2 separate regions of the Podarcis muralis genome follow, and region 1 is linked to region 2. The links are chromatin contacts, called in public Hi-C maps. All regions are on one chromosome and are shown on one strand. The core of a region is the stretch at or near the end of the contact, and the rest is flanking DNA. Distances in the headings are between cores, read along the strand shown.

The links. Hi-C and Micro-C count contacts between places; a contact is called where the count stands out from the background.
Region 1: a Hi-C map of tail shows a contact between it and region 2, with 5 times the contacts expected there. The contact joins the promoter of ZC3H15 here to the promoter of BBS5 in region 2. A contact is called at or near these places in 2 of 3 Hi-C or Micro-C datasets (blood and tail).

What each region holds. Positions count from the first base shown.
Region 1 is chr1:110,284,781-110,288,850 of rPodMur119.hap1.1, forward strand. It overlaps ZC3H15 (zinc finger CCCH-type containing 15), which reads right to left and starts at 2,273. Exons shown (of 10, transcript XM_028747978.2): 1 at 1,943-2,273. The coding sequence starts at 2,026.
Region 2 is chr1:110,059,224-110,063,311 of rPodMur119.hap1.1, forward strand. It overlaps BBS5 (Bardet-Biedl syndrome 5), which reads left to right and starts at 2,082. Exons shown (of 11, transcript XM_028747865.2): 1 at 2,082-2,275. The coding sequence starts at 2,097. It overlaps LOC114584541, which reads left to right. Exons shown (of 36, transcript XM_077937027.1): 36 at 1-1,091.

The DNA.
Region 1 (4,070 bases), core at 1,023-3,522, 230 kb after region 2:
GTCCCAATTGCTACTGTAATAGCAGTACATTTATAATTATAATTTCGAATTTTCTACAATATTAATTTTGCCCCATATAACATATATGGCCTTTTCTCTTTGAATTCATCTCTGTTGAACTGCTAAACAGGAATACCTATTCATTCAAAAAAGAAAGTTTTTTTGCAATTGAAATTGCTCCAGTGTTAAAAGAACCAACACTTTTCATCTAAAAGTTTTAAAAGATGTACATCATGTGGATCATATTTAGGCAAAGTAACATAGCAATTCACCTTTCACTTCTAACACTGTCATAACTTAATATGGTGTGTCATGTGTACTGGTTAAATTATTTGAATGTCAGGGTTAAAGTCTAAAGAACAGTCTTATTTTATCATACTATTATATTAATAATATCAAGGAACATTTTTGTTTTGGTTCAAAATCTATCTATCAGCCTGACTCCAATATTTCATCTGGTTTAGAGTCCTACCAAGGGGTATCACCATATGGTTATTAGCATTACAATTCCATACCAATGCATGTTCACTCAGAAGTAGAAACCCAACAGGGTTATCAATGACTCTGATTAGTTTAAACATGATCACTCAGTAATAAACCAGACTAAGTTGTTTTACTCCAAAATGCACACAGCTCTCTTAATCCCACCATTACAAATTGTTTTGTATCTTTCAGTACTTTACTTTTTTGAAGAGATGCTGGAGGGCTTATCCACCTGAAAACATGACCCTTTGATCAGGAATTTGGAAGCCTTTCCCATAATAATGATGTGTAGGAATTTTACCACCATAGTTCAGTGTACAGAGTACATGTTTTGTATGACTTGCATGAGAAAGGGTCCAAGTTCAATCCCTGGCAAATATGTAGGGCTAGGAAAGGCCTCATTAAAAGTGCAGCTGCCAACCAATGTAAACAATACCAGACTAGATGAATCAATGACCTGACTATAGAAGGAAGTGCATGGACACTTTCTGTGCGCTGCTCTGGTTCACCAGAAGCGGCTTAGTCATGCTGGCTCCCTCGGCCAATAAAGCGAGATGAGCGCTGCAACCCCAGAGTCGGCCATGACTGGACCTAATGGTCAGGGGTCCCTTTACCTTTACCTATGGAAGGAAGTTAAGTTCAGGCATTAGAAACAAATGCCTGGGCTCAGCCTTTTTATTTATTACCATGCCACTTTCAAAATAATACTGAAATATACCCTCTGAAAAATAGTACTGATAGAAAAATATGAGGCATATAGTCCTGTGCATTACTCCAAAGTTGGAGAGATATCCAGTACCTATAGCTTCTTTAAAACAGGTGGCTAAGCTGTGGGCCTTCCTGATTCTGTGGGGACTCCCAATTCCCATCAGCCCAAGCCAATCTGACCAAAGGTTAGGGATGACAGGAGTGATAATACATCAACATCTGGAAGGCCACATGTTCCCCAGCCCTGCTTTAAAGCCTTGTAATAATTAAACAGGAGCGGAGAGCACATAAACAGGAATGGCAATACTAATTTATGACGCCACCTGAGGATCTTGGACTCAGCTCAGGACCAGAATCAGTGTAGCCTTCGAAACCTGTACTGGGTGCCAAGTCCAGCCAAGGAAAGCGAAGCAGGTAATTACAGAGAGGTGGCATCTTCACTACCCTGCTAAAAGTTGCCTACCTCTTTGTCTGGATCGCACAAAATCAGAACACAAATTGGGGGGGGGGGACCTCCTGGTTTATTGGTTCTCTAGACGAAAACACCCACCACCCCAGAACATGTCTGGGAGAAATGACATGAGCTGAAACTTCCCCCCTTCCTAAAATGTTAGCTTTCTACATGCAGGGTACACATTGGGTAGGTTTGGAGGCCACGCTGTTAAAAAGCTTTCCCTACAGTCCTTAGTGGTACAGCCCCAAAACAGAGCTTGACCCCCCCCCCACGATAATTGGGCCTAAATTGTCTCACCTCGATGATCTTCTCCTTCTTTTTCTGATCTGCCTTTTTGTTACCCGCCCCCGATGCTGCCGGTGCCTGTTTTTTGGGGGGCATTTCGGAAGGGGGGGGGAGGAAGAGGAGGGAAGAGAACGGGTGGGGGGGAAGGGAAGAAGACGCCGCCGAGGCCCAGAAGCAAAAGCGACCCCCACGCCTTTGCTTAAACGCCAAGCGGAGGGGAGGGGGGCTCGGCTGGGGGTGGTGGCGGCGGCGGGCAAGCTGTGAGGGGAGACTGATGGAATCCACCACCGGCAGAACGAGGGCTTCGCGTTTGCGACAAGCCGTCAGTGACGGAAGCGGCAGAGCATTATGGGAACGGGAAGAGACGAGGAAAAGCCGAACGTGACCAGAGAGAGCGCGCACGCGCGCAAGAGCCTTTCCCTCCCCGGCCCGCCGCCGCTCTCGACGCTCATCGCCTCGCTCCCACAGTGCATTGCGAAACCCTGACAGGACAAGGCAAAGGGCGGAGCTTAGTTAAGCCCCACCCGCCAGAGAACCCTCCCGCGGCGTGCGATTGCGTCACGGGGGCGGGGCTTAGGTTTCCGTTGAGGGTTCGGTTTCGCCGGGTAAAGGGGAGGGGGAAAGGTTCGGAGTGCTTCTCCTCAGAGGCTGTTAGTCTGAGGTGGTCAACTGCTTGTAACGTTCGTCGCGCCTCTGTCCCTCGCTTGTGTTAAGGACAGCAAAATATCTGGAAGCCTTCTTTATTAAAAGTATGACTTCGGCCCTCCTAAAGCGTTCTGAAAACGTCCTGAGGCAAGATGAGGCGGCTGCTTCAGGCGGCAGGGCTCGCAGGGGCAGCAGATCCAGCTTCACAAGGGATGCGTCGTCTGCTGCTGCTGCAGCTGCTGCTATCCTATCTTTGACAAGGTTAATGGAATCCAATAGCCACCAAAGTTTTGAAGGATGGTGTGACAGAGAGAAGCAGAAAATTAATATTTTGGTGAAATACGCACACGGCGCAACCCCCCCTTTGTTCTACGTTCGAGGTGGCAGTCATCCCAGTCATGGGTGTGGCAGGGAGGCAAGTGTCCCCCCCCCCCTAAATCAAGTAAATAAGTAAAAAAAAAAAATACTTAACTAAAAGTATACATTGTAGAAAGATTTTGACAGTTTTTTCTGAGCACAGGGTCAAAAGAAAGTAATTTAAAACAACAGTTAATGAGACATTTCATTTAGAATCTGCTAGACAGAGCCAGACAGGATGATGACAGATAGGTGCGTAGCTTAAATCCTGGCTACGCCCACGATTCCCTGTTTAGTGGTGCTTACTACATGTATGCATAGAATTGTGCTGCGTGTGTTTGCCTTTTTCTGGCTATAGGTTAATGCAGATTTCCCCTTTAAAGTTACAAACAGCTGACACCTTGTGGCCATTTGTATAAATGACAAGGACCTTTCTTTGGAGCAACACATTGCTCCCTTCAAAAAGCGTAGCTACATGGTTCAGGCTACACGTTCTCGTTTGTGTGGCGCCTCTGGTGTTGTGGGTCTGAATCCAGTGCAGGAGTGTGCATCTTAGAATAGGTCCTTTGACAGTATGGAAACTGAGTGGGCTGGCAAAGAAAAGCACTCTGTCTCTAAATCACTAGAGCAGGGGTCTGCAACCTTTAAGACAAAAAGAGCCACTTGGACCCGTTTCCGAAGAAAAAAAAACTGGGAGCCGCAAAACTCGTCATTATAAAAATAACCTTTTTGTCACTTTTTTATTATTTCTTTGTTTGACCCCTCAGAATTACTCCTCCTCATAGAAATAAACGTTAAATTAACAAGTTACCTTTTTGTGTGTGTGTGTTCTTCACTCCCCTTCAAAACAGTGACCAGCGTACATGCCCCCTTTCAATGCCGTGACCATTGAAGGTGATGTCCGGACGGTGCGTGACTAATGCATGCACCGCCCCCATGCGACGTCACAGCTAGTACAGCGCCCGCCACAGTGGGGAGTGTTGGGGCGCACAATGCGCCTCCTCCCCTCGCTAGTATCCGCCCCGGAGCCGCGGCAAAGGTGTAAAAGAGCCACATGCGGCTCCGGAGCCGCGGGTTGCAGACCCCTGCACTAGAATAAAGCATTCCCGCGTCACCAGTTTGTTGTGCTTCCCTTTTT
Region 2 (4,088 bases), core at 832-3,331:
CAAGAGGGGTCGGTGTGCACCAACCCCTCTCGCTCTCCAGGCTTCAGGTTCCTTTCGACCTGCTCTTTGGGGCTGGCTGGGGGAGGCCCACCACCAGCACCAAAGAGCAGGTCAGGGAGCAGCGGAAAGGCGCAGCAGAGAGGCTCCTGCCATAGCCGCGCGTCACCTCTCCAGCTGGGAGAGGGTCGCGGGGCTATGGCTTCTTTAGCCCCGTGCGCGCTCTCCTGGCTGGAGAGGTGACGCACGGCTATAGAGGCTCCTGCCATAGCTGCGTGTCACCTCTCCAGCCGGGAGAGGGTCGCGGGGCTATGGCTTCTTTAGCCCCGCGCGCGCTCTCCCGGCTGGAGAGGTGACGCACGGCTATAGAGGCTCCAGCCGGGAGAGGGTCGCGGGGCTATGGCGTCTTCGCTCCATAGGACGCACACACATTTCCCCTTCATTTTTGAAGGGGAAAAAGTGCGTCCTGTAGAGCAAAAAATACGGTACTTTTAAAATAGCTCATAGCATTCCAATTATGCTGCTGAAAGTGAATATTGACAAGCAGGCAGCATGGCAAAATTACCTGTAAAGCTACATTAAATGTATCCAAATAAATTGTATATTAATATGGCTCAGTCCTAAAACTTGCTGAACCAAAATATAAGAGATTAGAATGTGGGCATCAAACACTATGCCATGCTAGTTTCACAAAACTACTGCTTGCTCAGTAGAATACTGGCACTGCAGGTAGATACATCAGTGCTGTATATATGTTTCAAAGTGGGTTGTTAATTTGTTACCTCTGTCAGCATATGCCCATAAATATCTGCATTCCATGTTTTTTGTTTTTGTTTACTAGCATACATTTATCAGCATTAAACGTGCAAGAGGTACTTTATGCATAAAATATACTAAAATACTTTTTGCACTAAGTGTATTTCTGTGCCACTAGAAAAATCTGAGAAATCTGCAAAACTAACATCTCATCTCACTGTGTTTATTAAAAGTGACTGTGTCTTTTAATCACTTCATATGAGGAAGATATTTAGAACTGAATGTTTGCTTTTGTGAAAAATGTAACCAAGAATAAATGATAATCTTCTTTCAAAATAGATTTATATACAGGCTGTAGTCTCTGTCCAATTCATAAGTTTACCTGGATCTTTCAAGTGCCTTGTGGATTTAATGTTAATGTTGCAATCTATGCATGCTTACTTAAGAGAAAGTCCTTTTGAAGTCTGTGGGATTTCTGAGCAACCACACACGCGTGGTTAACAAAAATCTTAACTTCAGACACATTGTACATTATTTAAAAATATTGCAGTTGCTGGCATCTCAAACTTATATTTAATATGCATGCACACCTTTCCACCAACTAACAGAATACCTGTTGTCACAATAATAGTATTTAGTGATATTTCATGGCAATAATAATTTCTGAAAGCCTAAACATTTTTAATTTTATTTAACACATTTAATACCCTGCCTTTCCTCAAGTAGCCCAAGAGTGCTGAAAACATGTTTAAATAATTATTTTAAAAAACAACTTGACATTTATTTTTTTTAAAAAAAACATAAAACCGCCAAACATTAAAACAAGAAGAAGAAAAATGCAATTACCCTAGAAAAACATAAGGAAAACATTTTAAATCATTTCAATAAAGGAATGTTCATTTAGGGACCACCAGAATCCTTCCTATAAGTAAGGTTTTGACCATCTTTCGGCTGGCTGTTGGGAGATAACCCTCCCTCCGAAAGGGGCGGCATCCCTAGTCCCAGCCAGGCAAATTTTCTGAGGAGGTTTTTAAATCTTGTTAGAAAACAACGCGCACAAATCCCACCGACTGGGCTCGATGGAACGTTTATTATTGATACCCCGCCTTTCCTCCAGGGAACTCCAGGCGGCATACCACTATTGCTCTCCCCACTTTTCTCCTTGCAAGAGCCCTGGGAGGTTGGCTCGGCCGCCTGGCATTCTTAGGGGCCCAGGAAACCAGTTTGCTATATGCACCCCGCAGGCGCGCCTTGGCATCCCTAATTTGATCCGCCAAGCGTCGTTAACGAGAGCGCCGATCGCCTGCAGCAGAAAAGCACGCACAGCCCTAGAAGTCCCGAGCATGCGCACAATAGGCTTCTTCGCGCGCCGCGCCGAGGAAGTTTGTCCCCAGCCGGCGCCCGTCGGGGAGTTGCCAAGGAACGGCGCACGGAAGCCGAGACGGGGCCCGGCGGTCACCATGGCGGCCACGGCGGACTCGCTGTGGGAGGACAGGGACGTCCGCTTCGACATCACCTCTCAGTGAGTGTTCTCGCGCGAACGGCGGCTCCCTTTCTCGCTGTGTCCCCCGCGCGGGCGGCTTCGTCGCGACAGGGAGTTCGCGACCCCGGCCTCGCTAAGTAGCCGTTGGCAAAGCGGCCGCTTCTTCCGGGCCTCGCGAGCCCGAGAGCGGAGAGCGCCGTTTCCTTCAAGCATGTCAGCGCCATCTTGCGGGCGCCGAGGGTTCCGCCCTCGCCGTTAAAAATAAAACTCGGGATTCGCACACGCGTCTTTGGTTCCCCACGTTCTTTAGGGCATGGCTCATCTCGGGGCTCTTTTATTTGTTAAGCGGGCTTCCTCAGGTCCCTGGACGCCAACGGCCTCTCCTCTCAACACAAAAAAGTCGCACTTGATATATTATTATGTCAATATCAATATTATTTATTGAATTTATATACTTTCCCTACACCTTTAAAGCCCGTCCGAAGCATATTTGTTGCTCCCTAAAAGAATTATGGGCGTCGTACTTTTAAGGAATTGCTGGGAATTGTAACTCTGTCAGTCTTAAAGTTTACAGCGCCCAGGATTCTTTTGAAGGGGGGGAGATGTGCTTTAAAATGCAGTTTGTATGCAGCCTCCGGATTAGATCTGCGGGTTAGCTCTTCTCCCGTTCACACAACCACTATCTCTCAGGCCCAGCCTACCTCACAGGGTTATTGTGAGGATGAGTGGGGGGGGGGGCCTCGTTGGAGGACGAAGGGGATAAAAGAAATGAAATCAAACTGGATAAATGGTCAAGGACAGTTATTAACTCTTTTATTTGTATAGCCGTAATTTTTCGGAACGTATTTTGTATAGCCAACCATCTAGCTATATCTGCATTTTATTTATTCCTTCGCTGTGGCTTGTGGCTGATGCAAATGATTTTTTTAAAAAACTGGATAAAGTGTAGCCTGTCGTTTTTTAAATTGGTAATTGGTCAAATTGACAATCTAAAATGCAGCAATATCTCTCTCCATGGCTGATACTTAAAGAGAAAAAGGTGTCTCTGGCCTGGACAGAACAGACAAGTACGTGATTTTAGACTTGTTTATACAGGTTATACTTTATATAAACTGTTTCACCAGGTCTGTAAATATGTACCATGTGCCTGTTGATGCAAGATAGCTTGAATTCGCTGCCATAAGATGTAGTGATGACTATAAGTGTTGGGACAAATTCATAGAGGATAAAAGAGTGGCTATGCTGGTCATGTTGGCTGGGAACTGACCATTGCTACTTGCCCCGGAGATGGGACCAATTGCAACTTTGTAAATAAGTCCAGGAAAAATTGCTAGCTTGCTGGGGACAAGGAGGTTGACTGAGAAAGGATAGAGAGTCCTACCTTCCTCCAGCAGCCCCTCTGTATATCTGTGATGGGCATGAAGGATGTTTTTCCATCCTCTGTCAGCTTGCTTGGTTTCTGGCCTGTGCCTAGGGAAGGGCCTGAGAACTTGGTCTGCTCATTCACCTGCATGGTATTCTGTGCACCCACCTGTGTGTGATTCCTTGACACTGGTGGCTTCCAATGGATTATTTAAATAACAAGATGGATTAATAGCACTTTAAAAAAACAACTTGTTTCTTTCAGAATGGAAACAAGCTTACCAAGATGTCATACATTCCTCCTTGCAGGGAACTACTTTGATTGGAACCTACAGTTAAAACATTTGATTAACATTTTCAGTACTCATGAGAAGTAATGCAAAATGCAGATAGGTGAATTTCATTGCACAACTCTGCCATTTCAATTAGTGTTTCATATGGAAACATGACTCTTTTTGGTTAGGGAGAGGACAAGTTTTTTTCAAAGTCA